2 separate regions of the Rattus norvegicus genome follow, and region 2 is linked to region 1. Evidence: chromatin contacts called from public Hi-C data. All regions are on one chromosome and are shown on one strand. Each heading gives the region's core, a stretch centred on a gene start, on an enhancer-like site or on the middle of the called end of the contact. The rest is flanking DNA. Distances are from core to core; before and after follow the strand shown.

The links. A called contact is a pair of places that touch in the nucleus more often than the background predicts.
Region 2: a Hi-C map of psoas muscle shows a contact between it and region 1, with 2.5 times the contacts expected there. The contact joins the enhancer-like site here to the promoter of Cyth3 in region 1. A contact is called at or near these places in 4 of 12 Hi-C or Micro-C datasets (the Rat2 cell line, Schwann cells, frontal cortex and 1 more).

What each region holds. Positions count from the first base shown.
Region 1 is chr12:16,046,060-16,050,243 of GRCr8, forward strand. Cyth3 (cytohesin 3) reads right to left here and starts at 1,369. Exons shown (of 13, transcript NM_053912.2): 1 at 1,215-1,369. The coding sequence starts at 1,248.
Region 2 is chr12:16,101,880-16,105,991 of GRCr8, forward strand. No RefSeq gene overlaps it. Among named protein-coding and RNA genes, the nearest start is that of Fam220a, 24 kb to the right of the region's middle. Within about 2 kb of position 1,717, at least 17 of the 93 cell types and tissues checked have an H3K27ac peak or open chromatin away from gene starts, as enhancers often do.

The DNA of each region.
Region 1 (4,184 bases), core at 119-2,618:
CTTTTTTCCCCCCTAAACACTCCCTTATTACATGGGACTCTGATCATTCTGTCAGCAAAAAGGAAGATCGTTACTCAAAGTCCAGACAGCTTCAACTTGGGGTGTTTGGGTAAAAATGATGGGTACATTATTAACCCCTTGCTTTCTCAATCAAAGACCCACTCGACGAACGGGGACTCTTAATGTTTTGGGAAACCAAATTCATGAAATGATACAACAGGAATTTGTAATCCGTTGAGTAATTTGCAACCAGCACATCTGCAGGAGGACAGAATTCAAAGTCAGGCACATAGAGCCTGAGCAACACCGAGAACTGATAACCCACCTCTGGAAGGGTGTCTGCCCCTGAGAAATGATAACCACCTCAGGAAGGGTGTCTGCCACACACACCTGTCCTGGAGTCTTACAGCCTTGTTGGCTGTGGCTCCCGCTTCCCACCCTCGGCTTTAGAGAGATCCCACCTGACCCCTTTAATTTCTTAATTATATTTTCCATTTGGTGGTGTTGTGAACAAACTCAGGGCCATGCTAGACAATTATTCTATCATTCAGCTATTTGCCCCCCTCTTTATTTTTGCACCCCACCCCTTCTCTGTAGCATTTTTTTTTTCTATTTGATAAAAATGCATACTCAGACCTGGACTGGAGCTGCCTGTCCCTCATGTCCTTTAAGCCATTCCCAACGAGTACTTCTGATCTAAAACCCGGAGACGTTGTTATGACTTCCAACCTTCCTCCTCTCCCCCGGACCGATCCAACAGACCCCACCCCCGGGCCCCGAGGCGTCCAAATTGAAAACTTTCCCCTCCCCATCCACGAGCTCCCAAGCTCCAGACACCTGAGGAGAGCTGAAAAGGAGAGGGGCCCGTCCGAAACAGCTGGACTAGGGAGGGCGTGGACGCCCTTGGCAATGAGACGCTGGGAAGGTCGCCCCGCAATGTGCTCCCATCTCGGAAAGGCGACCTGGAGCTGTGCAGCGAAGACCCTGGCCTCGAACCCGCGACCCGCTACCGCGCTGGGCGACGACCCTGCGGTCTCCGACTTGTCCTCTCACCAACGCTGCGAAGCCCGCGTCCCGGCCTTACCCCGAGCACCTCCCCACGGTCGCCACCAACCCACCCGACACCCGGCCCCACATCTCAAGCCAGGGCTCTCAACAGCGCGACCCCCGGCCTCAGGGCCGCCCAGAGAGCCGGCCACACCTCCATCACTCACCGCTGCCGCCCTCACCGCCACCGCCTTCGTCCATCTTGAGGCCACTCCCAGCCAGCCGGCGAGCCCGGAGCCGGCGGGAGCGACTGGGCTGAAAGCCGGGACTAGGAGAAGTGGTCGCGGGGAGAACGGAGGAGCTCCTCAGCGTGCGCGGCCCGGGTCGCGGCCGGGCCTCCACGGAGGGCCGGGCGGAGCCTCGCTGCTCCGGCGCCGTCACGTGACATAAACCACGCCCCCCTCTGTGGGTGTGGGCGGAGACTAGACGCCTAGTGGTCCCGCCCTCCAGACTCCGCCGGGCCTTGCAGTAGCTGCAGTAGCTGCTTAGCCTAGAGACTTGGATCCTGCAGCGCTGCACCCTCCTTCGAACCTGGTGTCTGCCCCTCTAGAGCATCCTGGAGAGGAAGCCGTGTCTATCAGGAGCACGAGGACGCCCCGCTCTACAAAACCAAATGGCTATGTTGCGACTCGCAAGTGCATGGAGTAGGGGAGTGGGAAAAGATCTGGAAGGGAAGGCTGATGATGATTGGCTCAACGAAAAGAACTAACTATAAGTTTTACTGTGACCGCAGCATGCATGGGCGTCCAAACATGACATACACACAGTAATAATTGTGTGAGGAGATAGTTCTGTTGTTAAGAGCACTCTCTGCTCTTGAAGAGAGCCAGAGTTTGTTTCCAGCACTCACAGAACCCTTGTAACTACAGCTCCAAAAAGGATCGGATACTTCTGGCCTCCAAAGACACCTGTACTCATATGAGGGTTATCTGGAACACTCTTCTTGCCTCCAACGACACCAGGCATGCTTGTGGTGCATACATACACGCGGGCAAAACACCTATACACACAAAATAAATTTAAAAGAAAAACTTTTTTGAGACAGGGTTTCTCTGCATAGCCCTCAATATCATGGAACTCTCTGTGTGTACCAGGCTAACCTTCGACTCAGAGGTCTTCCTGCCTCTGACACCCGAATGCTGGAACTAAAAGGATGAGCCAAGGGGTTGGGGATTTAGCTCAGTGGTAGAGCGCTTGCCTAGCAAGCACAAGGCCCTGGGTTCGGTCCTCAGCTCCGAAGGGGAAAAAAAAAAGAAAAGAAAAAGAAAAGGATGACCCAACATGCCCAGCTAAATAATTTTTTTTTCAAATGTTTATTTTAAAAAATAATTTTAAAAATAATAAAAATTGGGTGTGATGCTTTGATGACAGCAAGCAAATCTCTATGAATTCTTCGTGGGCTTGGTCTATATAGTGAGTTCTAGGTTAGCCAGAGATACCTAGTGAGTCCCTGTCTGAAATAATAACAATAATAATAATCGTCATCATCATCGTCTGAAAATGAGCCCACTGTGAAGAAGCCTCTCCCTCTCCCCACCTCCTCCCTTCTTCATCCTCAAGATGTTAGGGTAATTCCAGCCTTTTATCCCTTCCGTGTATAATGAAAATGGAGTCTCTTTTTCCTGCGGATTGGATGCATTTTAAAATTAACAAAGTATCGAGGTTTGTAAATGAATGTAGTCATGACGTTGAACCCTAATCCCAGTCCAGCACAGCTGGGGCCCAGCTCTCAAAAAGCCTGATTACAGAGGTTGGCCGGCCTGGCGTCAGATGCCCTTGGAGTTGAGCTTTAGTCTCTCTTGGGTTGCTGCCAGCTGCCCTGGATTTATGATGCAGTGGGAGCTCTGAATTCAATTTCCCGTGGGCACAGCCCAGGGCTGGGCAGACCGCCTCAGTTCGTCCCTGTTCCAAATCTATGGCTTGCTTCTCTCAGTCCATATGTCTCGTTTCCAGTAACCTCTCCTTAGCATTGCCTGTGTACCCTCCCGAGCCTTTCTGCTCGAATTAAATTGCATTAAAGAGAAGCAAACATTATAAGGGAGGAGATGGTTCGTCTGTAATAAAATTTCCCAGCAACTGTTTCATATTTACAAATTGCCCGTTGAATCAAAGGATGCTTCCTCCATCGTCCATCTGTCAAAGCAGACAGCCTTCACCTTTTGCTCAAGGTTAAAGGATGATTTCAAAGAGTCCAATTTCCTGATAACCTCAAGAATTATAACCCCGGATATTCTGCTGCTTCCTAGACTGCAAGATAGGCTTCTGCAAGCTGATAAGATGTTTAGCTGCTTGTGACAAATCCACAGAGAAATGGACTGAGAGAAGAGATGCAGGTTCAAGTCCTGATGAACAAAACTCTGGCTTCCTGATCCTGTTCCTGGCCATTTTGTTATCTCAAGATAACCGCTTCTGAGAAAAAAACAAACAAACAAACAAACAAAAAAACAGCACTCTTTGAAAATGATAATGTCCCAGGGTGGAGCTTTGAACTCAGGTTCATCAATTATAAATGCTTTTCAATATTAATCCCTGGGCTGGGCTGGCAAGATGGCTCAGAGGGTAGAGGTGCTTGCTGCCGATTTAATAAATTCAATCTCCGTGACCCACAGGTAAAAGGAGAGAATGGACGCTAGCAAGTTGTTTTCTGACCACTCCACATGTGTGCCATAGCACACCCATGCACACATTCATACATATATGCACACATAGTGCTCATGAAATATATATATAATATATATTATAATGTAATACATAATATGATATATTAGTATTAATTCAAAATACTTCTATTTCTTAGATTGTGGCCGATAGGTACATCTCTCAGAGTCCAAATCTAGAAAGCTGCTTCTGATATCACCCAATCCAATCCCATTAGTATAATGGATACAAGAGTTATTTGTAAGCACCGTGCATTCTCCCCATGGGTGAGCCTAAGCCCCAATTTTGACAGAGCCTGAAAGAGTGTTGGGAGAAAAGATGGCTCAGTGTGCCGGGTAGTGATGGTGAACGATTTTTTTTTTCTTTTTTCTTTTTTCTTTTTTTTTTTTCGGAGCTGGGGACCAAACCCAGGGCCTTGCGCTTGCTAGGCAAGCGCTCTACCACTGAGCTAAATCCCCAACCCCGATGGCGAATGATTT
Region 2 (4,112 bases), core at 467-2,966, 56 kb after region 1:
ACACATGCTGTGAATAAGTCTCAGTCAACTATGTCTGTGAGCGACTAAAACCCAAGCACCTGGACGTGTCTATGAGGGCTTTTATTGATTGCATCCTTTGAGACAGGAAGACTCATCCTATACCTGGGCTTTACCTTCTGGTGGCATCCCCACATAATAGGACATGAAAGAAAGAAGCTTTTGCATTTTGCCTGCTTGCCCTCACTCTTGTTGGCAAGTTCATTTAATCCGCTGCTGAGGCACTCCTTCACTGGTGTTAGAAGGGACTTCTTTGGGATTCTGGCATAGACAAAAAAAACCCAGCATCTCTAGATCTAGGAATCCGCTGGGACTCCAACAACAGATGAGGACTGCTGAGACATCCAGCCCTGTGGACTGAGCATCTGTTGGATTCTTGGCCTGTCCATCGGGAGACAGCCATTGTGGGAGCACTCAGATCTCAGCCTGGGAGACAGCCATTGTGGGAGCACTCAGATCTCAGCCTGTAAGCCACTCTAAAAAAAATCCTCGTTACAAAAAGTAGACACACATCCACATATACGACCATTCCGTGAGTTCTGCTCCTTTAGAGAACTCTGAATAATTACACATGTATACACACACACTTGAAAGTAAATCTTAAAAAAGAAAAGAATTTACTATGCTTTTAGACTGGTGTTTTAAAAAGCTCTTCTAGGAGCTGGGAAGATGAGTCCATAAAATCCTTGCTATGCAAGCATGAAGACTTAACCCGAGCACTCACACAAAAACTGGGCATGACTTTGCACACCTGTGACCCTGGCTCTGGAGAGGCAGAGACATGAGGATTCCTGGGACTCACTGGCCAGCCAGCCTGTCAAAATCAGGAAGCTCCAGGCTCAGTGACAAACCTTGCCTCAAATAAGGAGAGAGTGGCTGGGCAGAGGTGGTCACCCTTGGGAGGGAGAAGTAGATGGATCTCTGAGTTTGAGGCCAGCCTGACCTACAGAGCAAGTTCCAGGACAGCCAGGACCACACAAAGAACCCTGTCTCAGAAACAAAACAGAGAGAAAGAAATGGAGAGTGATTAAGGAAGATAATGTGCTCTGTCTTCCAGACACACATGCATGGGACACACACATGTACATACACACCATATACACACAAACACACATACACATAAACATACATATACATAAACATACATGCACACATATACATCACACACATACATGTACATCACACACACACAAACATCAAACATACACACAAACATACATATACATATACACAACACATACACATATATAGATACATCATACACACCATACCCAAACATACACACACATAAACATACACACATAAATATACGCACACACATATACACAGACACACATACACACAAACATACATAAACATGCTTATATCTCTCTCACACACACATATACACATGTATATCATACATACCACATGCAAACATACACACACAAATATACACACACATAAACACACGTACACACATATACAGACACACGCACATATGCACATAAACATACCCACACACAAACACATACATACACAAACATACACAAAGAAATACACACTCACACTTCACACACAGTAAAATAAAAATGGTAGAGAAGGGAAAAAAGAGAAAAGATAGCCACCTTCTAACCCGGCCCTAATAGTCTTCAGAAGAGTGGGACAGAAAAGGAACGCCCTTCCCTGCCCAGCTCCATCTCCAGGGAATCTCACAGGCGGGTCGGAAAACACTCACTTCCTGTCTCTGACTCTAAAATGCATTATGTCACATGAGGAATGCTCCAAATCCTATTTATGGGAAAAGAGGTAATATTGGGGGCAACGAGGGTGGCCAAGCCCTGCCTGGAGCTGGAAGATGCCCAAGGGCACCTTAAGAAGCCTCACGGTCCTCGTGGTTCCAGGGGGACAGATACTTTCAAGTCCTGCCTCCCCGTCTTGGGCATCGGCTCTCATATTTCGAGTCTCCAGTGGCTCTTGTGGGGGGACGGTACAGGATGTTCTCATGAATCATCCCAAATTTGATGAACGGTCCCAGCACCAGTGCCAAGGTCAAGTTTTAAACCTGAATGTGGATTTCATCTGGAGTGCGTTGAGGGCAGCTGGCTCGACTGCTGGAAGTTGCGCGTTTGGGCTGCAGGAGAATGAAAAACTGTTTCAGATGCTGGGAGCACAGGCCTGGAATATCGCAGAATATCCCAGTGAGGCACTGTGGGCATGACTCAGCTGTAGAGCCCTAGCCTAGCATCAACAGGGTGGAGTGTAGGTGCTAAAGGAGAAGATGGGGCTGGAGAGATGGCTCAGTAGTTAAGGGACTTAGTGCTCTCACAGAGAACATGAGTTCGATTCTCAGCATTCATGATGGGTAGCTCACAACCACCTGTGACTCCTGCTCCAGGGATCCAAATACAGTGCCCTCTTCTGGCCTTCACAAGCACCTACACTCTCACGTACAGAGCCAACACGTGCATGCGTGCGCATACACACACACACACACACACACACACACACACACATTTTAAGATAATAAAATGTGAAAGAAAAAAGGGGGAAATGTTTCAAAAGGTATATGATAAAAAGAGGTTTTGAAAACGTTTGATACTACACAAGAAAGGGTTGGGCATTTAGCTCTGTGGTAGAGCGCTTGCCTAGCAAGCGCAAAGCCCTGGGTTTGGTCCCCAGCTCCGAGGGAAAAAAAAAAAAAAAGAAAGGATTCAAGACTATATTTCAAAATACACGAACTAATATAAAACCAAGGCAGAGAGATGTTACTCGCAGTATAAACAGAAGTGTAAGGTCATTCTCAGCCACACAGTGAATTTGAGGTCAGCCTGTGTCCATTCAAGACCCTGAGAAAATAGTTGTTAACTACCTCAGTGAAGAATGTGGAGGCGTACACCTGTAATCCGTACTCAGGAGGCTGAGGCAGGAGGCTCACCAGTTCCGGGACAGCTTGGGCTACATAAGAGCCTATCTGAAAAACTGTGGGGGCCAGCTGGATGGCTCAGAGGGTTAAGGTAATTTTAGCCAAGCCTTATCATCTAAGTTCAAGTCCCAGGACCCGGATGGGGGAAGAGAAGCTACTTCAAACCTGGTTTGTCGTTGTTTGGGTTTTGTTTGTTTATTTTTTGAGACAGTGTTTCTCTGTATAGCCCTCTGGCTGTCCTGAAATTTACTCTGTAGATCACGCTAGCCTAGAACACACAGAGATCTGTCTATCTCTGCCTTTCAAGTGCTGGAGTTCAAGAAGTGTGTCTGGCTTTTTTGTTGTTGTTTTATTTTGTCTTGATACATGGTCTCACTGTGTAACCCTGGCTGTCTGGTAGACCAGGCTGGCTTCGAACTCATAAAGATCCACTTGGGGGTTGGGGATTTAGCTCAGTGGTAGAGCGCTTGCCTAGGAAGCGCAAGGTCCTGGGTTCGGTCCCCAGCTCCGAAAAAAAGAACCAAAAAAAAAAAAAAATCCACCTGCCTCTGCCTCCAGAGTGCGGGTGTTTGTACCACAACCTACAGCCCGGAAATTTGCTTTCTAACCTCTATATTATCCCTGTGGTTCTCTTGCCAGCATGCATGTGTGTGCACGAAAGCTCATACATATGCGCATGTGCACACACACACATTAAATAAACGGGATTAAAATATAAACTTCTTTGTAGAGCCATGTAATGCAAAGACACCAATTTCTAGAATAAATTCCCGCCAAGTTCTGTGATCCTGCAGAACATATCAGAAGAGTTTTGAATAGCGCATGTAAGACCCAGCAGAAGACAGGAAGTAGCTACTCTGGGAATTGTTCTGTAACAGGCTAAAACAAAAATATTTAACAGAGAGAAAGCCTGGAGTTTATCCCAGAAAACTGCTTTATCTGAACAAATCCTAAGTGGTGCTCGAAACATCTCTAAGATACTAAATAGCTTGCAAGCTATTTATACATGCGCGTTTACCCCAGTTCATCACTAAACATGTCTTCTTGACACATCTACGAAAATGCACAAGGAATCACGGTAAGCCACTGGCATTAAAAGAGAGCATCAGGCCACAACCCTTTACACTTACTTAACTGCTTGTCATTTTGGGGTGCACATGCACCTGTGCCACAGCATTCACGTGGACAT